Linked DNA regions of Cricetulus griseus: region 2 is linked to region 1. A link is a contact called in public Hi-C data. All regions are on one chromosome and are shown on one strand. Each heading gives the region's core, a stretch centred on a gene start, on an enhancer-like site or on the middle of the called end of the contact. The rest is flanking DNA. Distances are from core to core; before and after follow the strand shown. Region 1 has its middle 20 kb from the start of Cd27. Region 2 holds the start of Nop2 (probable 28S rRNA (cytosine(4447)-C(5))-methyltransferase).

Region 1 (4,981 bases), core at 345-2,844:
ACTTAAATGCTAGGGATTGAACCTGTGGCTTCATACATGCTAGGCAAATGCTCTCCTTTTGTGACACCCTCAAGTGGGGTTTTTAAGAAGTTTTTAAAAATAGCATCTTAGGTAGAAGTCAACCTTCATTCCACTTCTGGCAGATACACAGTTGTCTCAGTGCCTCAAGTCAGAAAAAACTATCCTTTTCACCCAGAATAGTCTTGGTACCCTCACAGAAATCAGATGATATAGTTTGATCTCTGGACTCCCAGTTTTATTCCATTAGTCTACGTCCGTCTTTCTGTCAGTTCTACAGTTCTGGTTACCTTAGTTTCACAGTAAGTTTTGACATCATGAAGTAGAAACTGGGGTGGTAGTGCATGCCTATATAATCCCAGCAGTTAGGAGGCTGAGGCAGGAGGATTACTGTAAGCTAAAGTTCAGCCTGAGCTATAGCGAGATCTTTCACAAAAGAAAAAGAAGCTAGAAAGTATGAGTCATCTGCTTTTGTTCTTCTGTGAAATAACATTTTTTTTTTTTTACGTTGTTTTGTTGATTCATTTGGGTGTGGGTTGAATGTCTCATGGCACATGTGTGGCCGTCAGAGGACAACTTGCAGAAACTGATGCTCTCTTTCCACTGTTGTGGGTCCCAGGGACCAAACTCAGGTTGTCAGCCTTGGGGACAAATGTTTTCATCTGCTGAGCCAGCTTTTTGGCCTCTCCAAAATATTTTTGGCTATTTTGTGCCTTTTGAATTGCCAGGTGAATTTAGCATTAGTTTCATTTCTGCAAAAAGAGGTGACTGGAATTTTCATGGGCATTGTCTTGGATACACAGGTGGAACTTGGTGGTATTACTATTGTAACACGATCAGGTCTTTCACTCCATGGACACCCGAATCTTCTGATTCCTTTAATACTCACTAATGCCTTTAAATGTTTTATGACTTTCACTGTGTAAGTCTTACAGTTTACTTGATTAGTTTCTTGGTAAGGTTTTAATCTTTCTAATGCTATCAAAACTAGAATTTGGAATTTTCTCTCTAGTTTTATTTTGGTTTGATTTTTGGAGATAGAGTTGCTCTGTGTAACAGAGCCCTGGCTGTCCTTTGTAGATCAGGCTGACCTTGAACTCACAGGGATCCTCCTTCCTCTGCCTCCTGGGTGCTAGGATTAAAGTCATGCACCATTGTGTCGGCTCCCTGGTTTTATTGCATTCATTCATTCATTCATTCATTCATTTTAAAGACAGTGTCTCATGTAGTCCAGGATGGCCTCAGATTGATTTTGTAGCTAAGAATGACCTTGAACACCTGATTCTCCCATCTTTATGTTCTATGCACTGACTATAAATCTGAGACTATATCCAGCTAATTTTGTTTTTGTTATCCTTTGCTTATGTTGTTTATTTATTTATTTAGCGAGGTTCTCCTGCAGTCTCAGTTAGCCCCAGTCTGACAGTATAGTGGAAGATAACCTTTAATTCCTTGCCTCTCCCACCCAACTGACGAGATGACAGGTGAATGCCAGCATGGGGCCTGGCTGCATGCTGCCTTTGAAGAGGACAGATGTTGTCTCTGTAGCGCAGGATGACAGCGAGGGGTGTGGGTGTGTTGCCATGACAGCCTGTGTGCTGTTGCTGGGGTTTCGTTGTGTAGCTTATCTGAAGTCATAGATGGAGAGTTAGATTCTGTGACTTGAAGGGGAACTCGGCTGACTAATTGTTCCCGCAGTGCCATCACTTCCGGTGGCTCCTTAGGCTGGGAAAGTTTGGGCGGAAGTGTGAGTTTGTTGTCTGCCGCCCCTGACCCTTCATTCCTGCAGGATTTTGGCTAGCTGCTTCTGAAGGGACAGGCACTCCCATGGGGGGCAAGAGCTGTGGTGATTTTTTTTTCTTTTCTTTTTTTTTTTTGAGGGCCTTATGTAAGGTAGGCTGACCTCAAACTCAGTTGTAGAGCTGAGGATGACCCAAGTGCTGACATAGAGGTGTGCGCCACCATACCCGGTTACTGTCACATTTTGTGTTTATCAGCCTTTTGTGTGTACTGCCTGGAGGTATGTTCATTCAAGTACTTTGCTCATGTCAAAACTGATACCTCTTTTACATAAAAGTAAGGTCAGAATTGGCATTTTCATGAGCACATATTGCCTAGAAAGGAATGTTGAGAATAATAGACCCAGGCAAGGTGAGGCCAGAGGAGGCTGAAGAGGGGGTCCTAGGGGAGACCCAAGGATCAGTGAGATGACAAAGATTTGAAGGGGTACTGGACCATTTGAGGTAAATGTTTGCACCACCCTGAGACCATTCTGTGGCTCCATCACTTGTTAGCGGGGCTTATTGCTCAAGATCTGTGAATGAGTCTGTCTCTGCCGTAACAGGTAGGGGAGGATGAGTGGACGGGTGGACTGGTGGATGGGCGCTGAAGCTCTCCTCGTAGGGCGATGTGAACAAGTGTCAGGTAATAGGCAGTACAGGGTGCAGTGCTGGTAAATGTGCCCTGGGACAGTGAATCCCCAGCTCCTGCCTTCTCCACCAGGGCTGAGAGCAGTGTGAGAACTCACGGTTCCTGAGGCAGAGCACTCAGAATGGAAGGGAAATAGTAAAGAACGCAGCAGGACAAGGTAGAGAGTAGGCAGATGGGACAAACTATCACCTTTCCTAGAGTTCCGAGTAGTAAAGTGGGAACTTCAGGATCAGCAGTGTGGAGACCCCAGGATCATCTGTGTGGAGACCCCAGGATCATCTGTGTGGAGGCCCCAGGATCATCTGTGTGGAGACCCCAGGATCAGCTGTGTGGAGACCCCAGGATCATCTGTGTGGAGACCCCAGGATCAGCTGTGTGGAGACCCCAGGATCAGCAGTGTGGAGACCCCAGGATCAGCAGTGTGGAGACCCCAGGACCAGCTGTGTGAAGACCCCAGGATCAGCTGTGTGAAGACCCCAGGATCAGCAGTGTGGAGACCCCAGGATCAACAGTGTGGAGACCCCAGGACCAGCTGTGTGAAGACCCCAGGATCAGCAGTGTGGAGACCCCAGGATCAGCTGTGTGAAGACCCCAGGATCAGTTGTGTGGAGACCCCAGGATCAGCAGTGTGGAGACCCCAAGATTAGCAGTGTGGAGACCCCAAGATTGGTAGTGTGGAGACCCCAGAATCAAAAGTGTGGAGACCTCAGGATCAGCTGTGTGAAGACCCCAGGATCAGTTGTGTGGAGACCCCAGGATCAGCAGTGTGGAGACCCCAGAATCAGAAGTGTGAAGACCCCAAGATTAGAAGTGTGGCGACCCCAGGATCAGCTGTGTGGAGACCCCAGGATCAGCAGTGTGGAGACCTCAGAAGACCTCAGGATAGTCAGTGTGAAACCAGGGCTGAGAAACTACAAGCACATCCATGCTAAAGAATGTGACAGACTGGAAAGGGGCTAGAATAAGAGATAGGATGCTGTGAGTATGTGTTGATTTAAAAACATATATATATATATATATATATAATATAATATATATATATATTTAATTTTATTTTTTGTGCATTGGTGTGAGGGTGTCAGATCCCCTGGAACTGGATTTACAGACAGTTGTGAGCTGCCACATAGGTGCTGGGAATTGAACTCAGCTCCTCTGGAAGAGTGGCCAGTGCTCTTAATCACTGAGCCATTTCTGTAGTCCCTGATTACTTTATTTTTATTTTTAAGACAAGGTCTGTAGTGCAAATAATAAAAACCCAGAGACAGATGTTAGGGGGGAATCTGTAGATCAGAGAAGCAAAGAAACCAAGCCACTAGAGAGTTCTCACCTCTATCAGTGCTAAGACCAAAAGGGTTGATTCTGTCCTCATTGTGACTGCCCTGCATTCCTGTCTCCATCTCCCTTATATTCCTCTCTAGTGCTGGGATTAAAAACCTGCACCACCACTGCCCATAGCTTCTAAGGCTAAGGAGTATGGCTCTTGGGATTAAAGGTGTGTCCTACCACTGCCTGCCCTCTATGGCTGACTAGCGTGGCTAGCTTGCTTCTCTGATCTTCAGGCAAGCTTTATTTGTTAGATCAGAAACAAAATATCACCACAAAGGTGTCTCTGTGTGGTCTAGCGATGTAGGTCTTACTGCACAGACCAAATGGCCTTACACTCTTTATCTTCCTGTCTCCGCCTCCCAAGCACTGGTTCACACCACCATGCCCAGCTGTTTGTGTGTTTTGATGTTAGAATGTACAGAAAAATGGTCTGTGAACAACTACTGACATTGTAAACAAATATTGGCTTATTAATAAATTCAAAGGTCTAGTGCTCCTTATGCCTTTTAAGTTCAAATTACACATCTTATTATTCTATTATAAAGCTCTACCTATGTGTGTGCTGGGGAGTCAGGTTGCTTAGTAACACTTTACCTACCCACTGAGCCATGTCTCCAGACCCATCATTTTTTTTTCTTTTTTGAGACAGGGTCTCATGAGTAGCCCTGATTGGTGCCATAACTTGCCACTATTCTTAGTTCCCATTTATCCTTTTTAAAATTAAATTTTTATTAACTCAACTTGAACAGTCTAAACTCCATTATAAATATAGTCCATTGGATTCTCTTAAATATTTTAAATTGCTTATCTAAATTTAACATCAACTATATTTGGTTTTCTTTTTAAGCATTTAGATGCATGACAGGGCAGATACCTTTTTAGACAGAGTCTTGCAATATAGCCAAGGTTAGCCTCAACTTACTGTGTAGCCTAGGATGTCCTTGAACTCTTGACCTTCCTGTCTCAGCCCCCTCAGTGCTGTGATTATAAGTGTATATTACCACTAGTCTAGGAATCCAACTCTAATGAGAAAAAAACCCCTAAATACTTAAATACTTCTTGTAAGTCTAACAAGTATTTACATTTAGCAATCATAATTCCTTGAAATATTATAATTGTTTACAGTCAGCATGTAAACATCTCTAACTTAGGATCAAAGTCCTAGTTAGTGTTTCTGTTGCTGTGTTGAAACACCATGACCAAGAGC
Region 2 (4,824 bases), core at 2,264-4,763, 130 kb before region 1:
CTGGCCCCAAAAGTCACAGAGATCCACCTGCCTCTGTCTCAAAAGTGCTGGGATCAAAGGTGTGTGCAACCAAAGAACAAAAATAAATTCAAAATGAAATTTGTCGTCCCAATGGTTTTGAAGAGCAAAGGAAGAGCCTGGTATATAGACTTAGACATGTTCATGAATATGTGACTCAGTAGTGCTGTAAAAGATGTATACATAGAAAAATTTTGGAAGAAAATTATCAAAATGTTAACATCTCTAGCAGGGGGAGGAGAGGAGATTACCTATGGTTTAATTTGTTTCATTTTTCTAAGTTGAGTTTTTATGATTTCTCTATGAGGATCTAAAGTGTAGGGAATTGTCAAAGTGTGGACCTCCAAATGGGAAAGAGATGGTGCGCTGTGAGCCACGTTGGGGAGGGATGGAGTGGAGCAGCCGGAAGTTCTTACAGACTCTTCTTCACTGGAAGAAGAGCTGAGAAAGTGGCCATTAGTCCAACCCCTTCTCTTCTTTCTCCCTGTGCAGCTCTTGGAACAAGCCCTAGTGATCGAGGAGCAGCTTCGAAGGGCAGCTTATCTGAACATGTCAGAGGACCCCTCTCACCCGTCTATGGCCCTTAACACTCGTTTTGCTGAGGTGGAATGTTTGGCAGAAAGTCACCAGCACCTGTCCAAGGAGTCGATGGCAGGAAATAAGCCAGCCAATGCAGTCTTACACAAAGGTCGCCAGTGGCTCCCCTGCCTCCTGCTCCTTCAGCTGCCCTCTCCACTCTCCCCTCCCCAACATCCATAGCTTCTTGCTGAGGATCTTTACTTTCAAGGCAATCAAGGACAGCAGTTTTCTCTTTGAACTCTTAGTATATTGGGTTCTTGAATAATAGTGTCATCTGGGATGTTTTAGAGGTGACTTCAGGTGATTTTAGATCCCTTCAAACTCTAGACCCCTTTCAACATTGTATTTCTAATTAAAGTTAGACATTATGAGGGGTGGAGGTGAAATGAGGAAAAGGTGGGTGTCACAAAGGCAGTGGGAGACATCCAGGAAGTAGAAAGGCATACATGCAAAAGGGGAAATCTTAGACATTAAGTTTCTCAAGTGGAGGAGCACAGACACTTTGTTTCATTTGATCCCTTATTCTGAGAATAGAAACTGTAAGAAATAAAGCCCTGTGTTAAAAGTCACCTGTGATCCCACCCAGCACAGGGAGACAGAGGCAGGGGGATCAGAAAGTCATCTTCATGCTTGACTACAGTGAGTTTGAGGCCAACCTTTTTTGGGGGGGGGAATAGAAGGGATATTGAGCTAAAGGGGTTGGTGGCTTTAAAATCAGAATCAGCTAACTGTGGTGACTTAGGCCTGGATTCCCAGGTACTTAGGAGACAAGGCAGGAATGTTACCTCAGTTCAGAAATTCCAGCCCTAGCCTGGGCAACATGGGAAACAAGCCACATGGAACTAGAATGTGAGGAATAGGCTGCTCTGCCAGGCCCAGTTAAGTGAATGTCAAGAGGCAGTGGCATACCCTGGTACATGCTGGTGGGGCAGCCAGTCCTTCTAGGTTAGAACTGTGCCCTTGACTACCACAGCTCACGACCTTTTTTTTTTTTTTTTTCCCCTCTGCAGTCCTGAAACAGCTGGAAGAACTGTTGAGTGACATGAAAGCTGACGTGACTCGACTCCCAGCTACCATTGCCCGAATCCCCCCAGTTGCTGTGAGGTTACAGATGTCAGAGCGGAACATTCTCAGCCGCCTGGCAAACAGGGCACCAGAACCTCCCCCACAGCAGGTAGGACCCATATTTCAGTTGCAGCTCTTCCCACAAAGCCATGGAATTTGTACTTTGCTTGTGTCCTTGGCTTTCCTAATGGTTGCTTCCTGGGGCCTCAGGGTTACTTGGCCTCTGTTCTGACTCTGGCTGTTTTTCCCTGTAGGTAGCCCAGCAGCAGTGAAGAAAGACCCAGAGTGATGACACCACCTCCGCCACTGAGCAGTGACCTTCCTCACTCTCTCTTGTCCTGGCTGCCCCCCTGGGGGCCTGGGAGATCCTCGCCTTCCTTCTGCCCATCTTCTGAGTTGTAAAGGAGCAGCCCTGTGCACTAGGGGCAGGGAGGGAGTGAGGGACAATGGTGCCCTTCCTGCTGGAGAGACAAGCAGCAGTAGTGCGGCGCCATGTGCAAGGAGCTGCGGGCTGGCTGCCTTCTGGACCCTGGCTTCTCCCCACCGTGCGCCTGTTACAAACTGTTGTGGATTTTGCCAGGCTTGAAGAAAATGATCTGAATTTCTTCCTCTTTTTGGTTTTATTTTGTTGGTTTACTTTGTGTTTTCTCCTTTTGGGGGTTATTCAGAGTGGGCCGGGCCCCTGGGCAAGACACAGCTACCTCTGTTGGCATCTTTTTAATACCAGGAACCCAGCGGCTCCAGCCACTGAGCGGCTAAAATAAAGTTGGGGGGGAAAAAAAAGGAAAAGAACCAAAAGCATAAAAAACCACAAGTTTCTTCATGAGAATTGAAAAATAAAAGTTTCCTTGTATTTTAGTGATCTGGTTCAGTGTGGGTGAGTGTGGGTGCCAGGTGCTGCCTGCTGTGGGGAACAAGAGGCTGCTCCATCATCCCTTTGTAGGCTCTGACCTACAAATTACTCCCAGAGTCTTGCATCAAAACGTACCTGCCTGGTAGTTGTGAAGACAAGGCCAGTATGGCCACCTAGGTGCTGAGAAGCATTCTACATGGGAACATTATACACAATTATCTTTTTGAAACAGGCTGTCATCAAGTACTGCCTGCCTCTGCCTCTGCCTCTGCCTCTGCCTCTGCCTCTTGAGTGTGGGAATTAAGGACGTGTCCTACATGATCTTTTCAGTGATTGGTTTTTCCTAGTTTGTATTTTCAAGACAGGGTTTCTCTGTGTAGGTCTGGGTCCTTGAACTCCAGGCTGGCCTCCAAACTGCTTTCAGAGCTGGGATTAAAGGAGTGCACCACCACACCGGCTTACAGTTTATATATTTTTGTTTGTTTCTTTTACACGTATTTGTGGGGAGGATTAATGTGCAGGTGAAGGCCAAAGGATGACTAGCAAGAGTTGGTTCCCAAGCCCACAATGTGGGTGTGTCCCTGTAATCAACTCTGGCTGTCACGCTTGACAGCCAGCTCCAGCTCATTAGTCCACTGAGCCATCTCCTGAGTCTGGAAAGTGCAACTCTAGTACTGCTTTGAGGAAGGCCGATGCTAAGTGAAAAGGGCCAGCGAGGAGGGGAAGCTTGGCTTTAATGAAAACGTGGGGGAACGGTGAGCGGAGCCGTGGAAGCTCGCGATCCTGAGATCTAAGGCAGCTCGCAGGATGCCAGGGTGAGAGCTGCGGTTCTGGGTAGGAGCATGGCTACCTCGGGCGCCCTAAGCTGGAACCCGCGGAGAGAAGCTGACGCTCGGCGGGAGGGCAGAGTGAGCAGGAGCCCGTCGCTGCACGTTTCCCTCCCCGAGCCGCCGGAGCCGGTGATGCGCGCGTTCCTGTACTTGGTCCGTTCCGGTGCCGCCGCCGGAAGAGGCGGGGCCCTGTCCGGGCGCTTTGCGCGTGCGCGATACAATTGGTCGGCTTGCTGTCTGGCTGCTCTTCCCCGAGTGCACGTGGAGCGGGCCTTGGCTGGAGGCGACCGGCGTCCGGAGCCAGGACTAGCCAAGCGGAGGTTTCAGGTGCGTCTGCAGGATCCCGGGACGGGCTTGCGACCTGGGCCTGCCGAGGGGGCGCGGCGCGGTGCGGGGGCCTGGTGGCTGTGCCTTCAGGGGCCCATCCGGGGGCGCGAGCGCAGGTTCTGGGCCGGGCGGTGCTCCTTCCCGGGTATTGTCGCTGAGCCTAAGCCTGCGATCCCTTTCCAGCATCCACATCGCCGTCTTCCCTCGTTTTTCTTTGCTTTAGTACCATGGGGCGTAAGTTGGACCCTACGAAGAAGGAGAAGCGTGGGCCCGGCCGAAAGGCCCGGAAACAGAAGGGTGCAGAGACTGAACTGGTCAAATTCTTGCCTGCAGGTGAGGGTCGTAGGTCCCTGACCCCGCCCAGCCTTTGCTCGGTTTTATATCAGAGCCTTTTTCCGTTTGCGCGACCGCCTTCACCTGCTGCATAGATGTGACTTGTCAGAACGTAGTTATCCGTGTTGGAAGTGAGATGCAACTGGGGCACGGGTACCCCGGTGTGCGAGGAGAGGAGCCCTTTCCAGAAAAGGGGCTCTCGTGAATTTAGAAAGGTTTTGTCGAGCCTGGTTTTAGCAAGCAAGAGTTGGGAACAGACAGGCCACTCATAAGTTGTCTGGAAGAAGGGATGAAAGCCTGGGTCTGAGTCCTATGTATGGTGAGGCCCTGCTTGGGAGGAAAGACTGCAAAGAGAGTTGGTGTTCGGTTTTGGATGGAAGGTGCAGTTTAATGAAGTATTGGCCAGTCACAGGCCCATGAAAGAGGTCCTCAACGATATGGACCCAAGGTACGGCGTCTTCGAATTTTAGGGTCCTAGAACAGAGGCTTTGTCAGGAAATGGATGCTGAGGAGTCGGGTGTCTTACACACAGTTGTAAGTGGAAAGGGCCGTAACTTCTTGTAGAGTATAAAAAATAACATTAGCGAGGTCGAACTCTACTGTAGTTGACAACTGAATAAGCTGAGACTAGAGGAAAGGGCAGGAAGGGGTTTGAGGTTGTGCTGTTACCAGAGTGTCCCTTTTGGGGTTGTTGCTGAACAGGCAGACAGATGATTACTTCGTAGCCTCTACATCGTCTTTTTTTTCTTCCCCTGCTTTACTGGAGGTGATGGGAATGGAACCCAAGGCTTTTCCCATTCTTGCCACAGGCTGTCCCCT

What was found. Hi-C and Micro-C count contacts between places; a contact is called where the count stands out from the background.
Region 2: a contact with region 1 is called in a Hi-C map of the CHO-S cell line, with 3 times the contacts expected there. The contact joins the promoter of Nop2 here to the enhancer-like site in region 1. A contact is called at or near these places in 4 of 8 Hi-C or Micro-C datasets (the CHO-K1 cell line, the CHO-S cell line and liver).

Annotation. Positions count from the first base shown.
Region 1 is chr8:21,166,389-21,171,369 of CriGri-PICRH-1.0, reverse strand. No RefSeq gene overlaps it. Among named protein-coding and RNA genes, the nearest start is that of Cd27, 20 kb to the left of the region's middle. Within about 2 kb of position 1,594, at least 3 of the 6 cell types and tissues checked have open chromatin away from gene starts, as enhancers often do. A contact at or near this core is called in the CHO-K1 cell line, where this site is marked.
Region 2 is chr8:21,295,896-21,300,719 of CriGri-PICRH-1.0, reverse strand. It overlaps Nop2 (probable 28S rRNA (cytosine(4447)-C(5))-methyltransferase), which reads left to right and starts at 3,513. Exons shown (of 16, transcript XM_027428301.2): 1 at 3,513-3,672; 2 at 3,896-4,005. The coding sequence starts at 3,900. Chd4 (chromodomain-helicase-DNA-binding protein 4) reads left to right here. Exons shown (of 40, transcript XM_027428295.2): 38 at 511-709; 39 at 1,608-1,771; 40 at 1,917-2,520. The coding sequence ends at 1,934.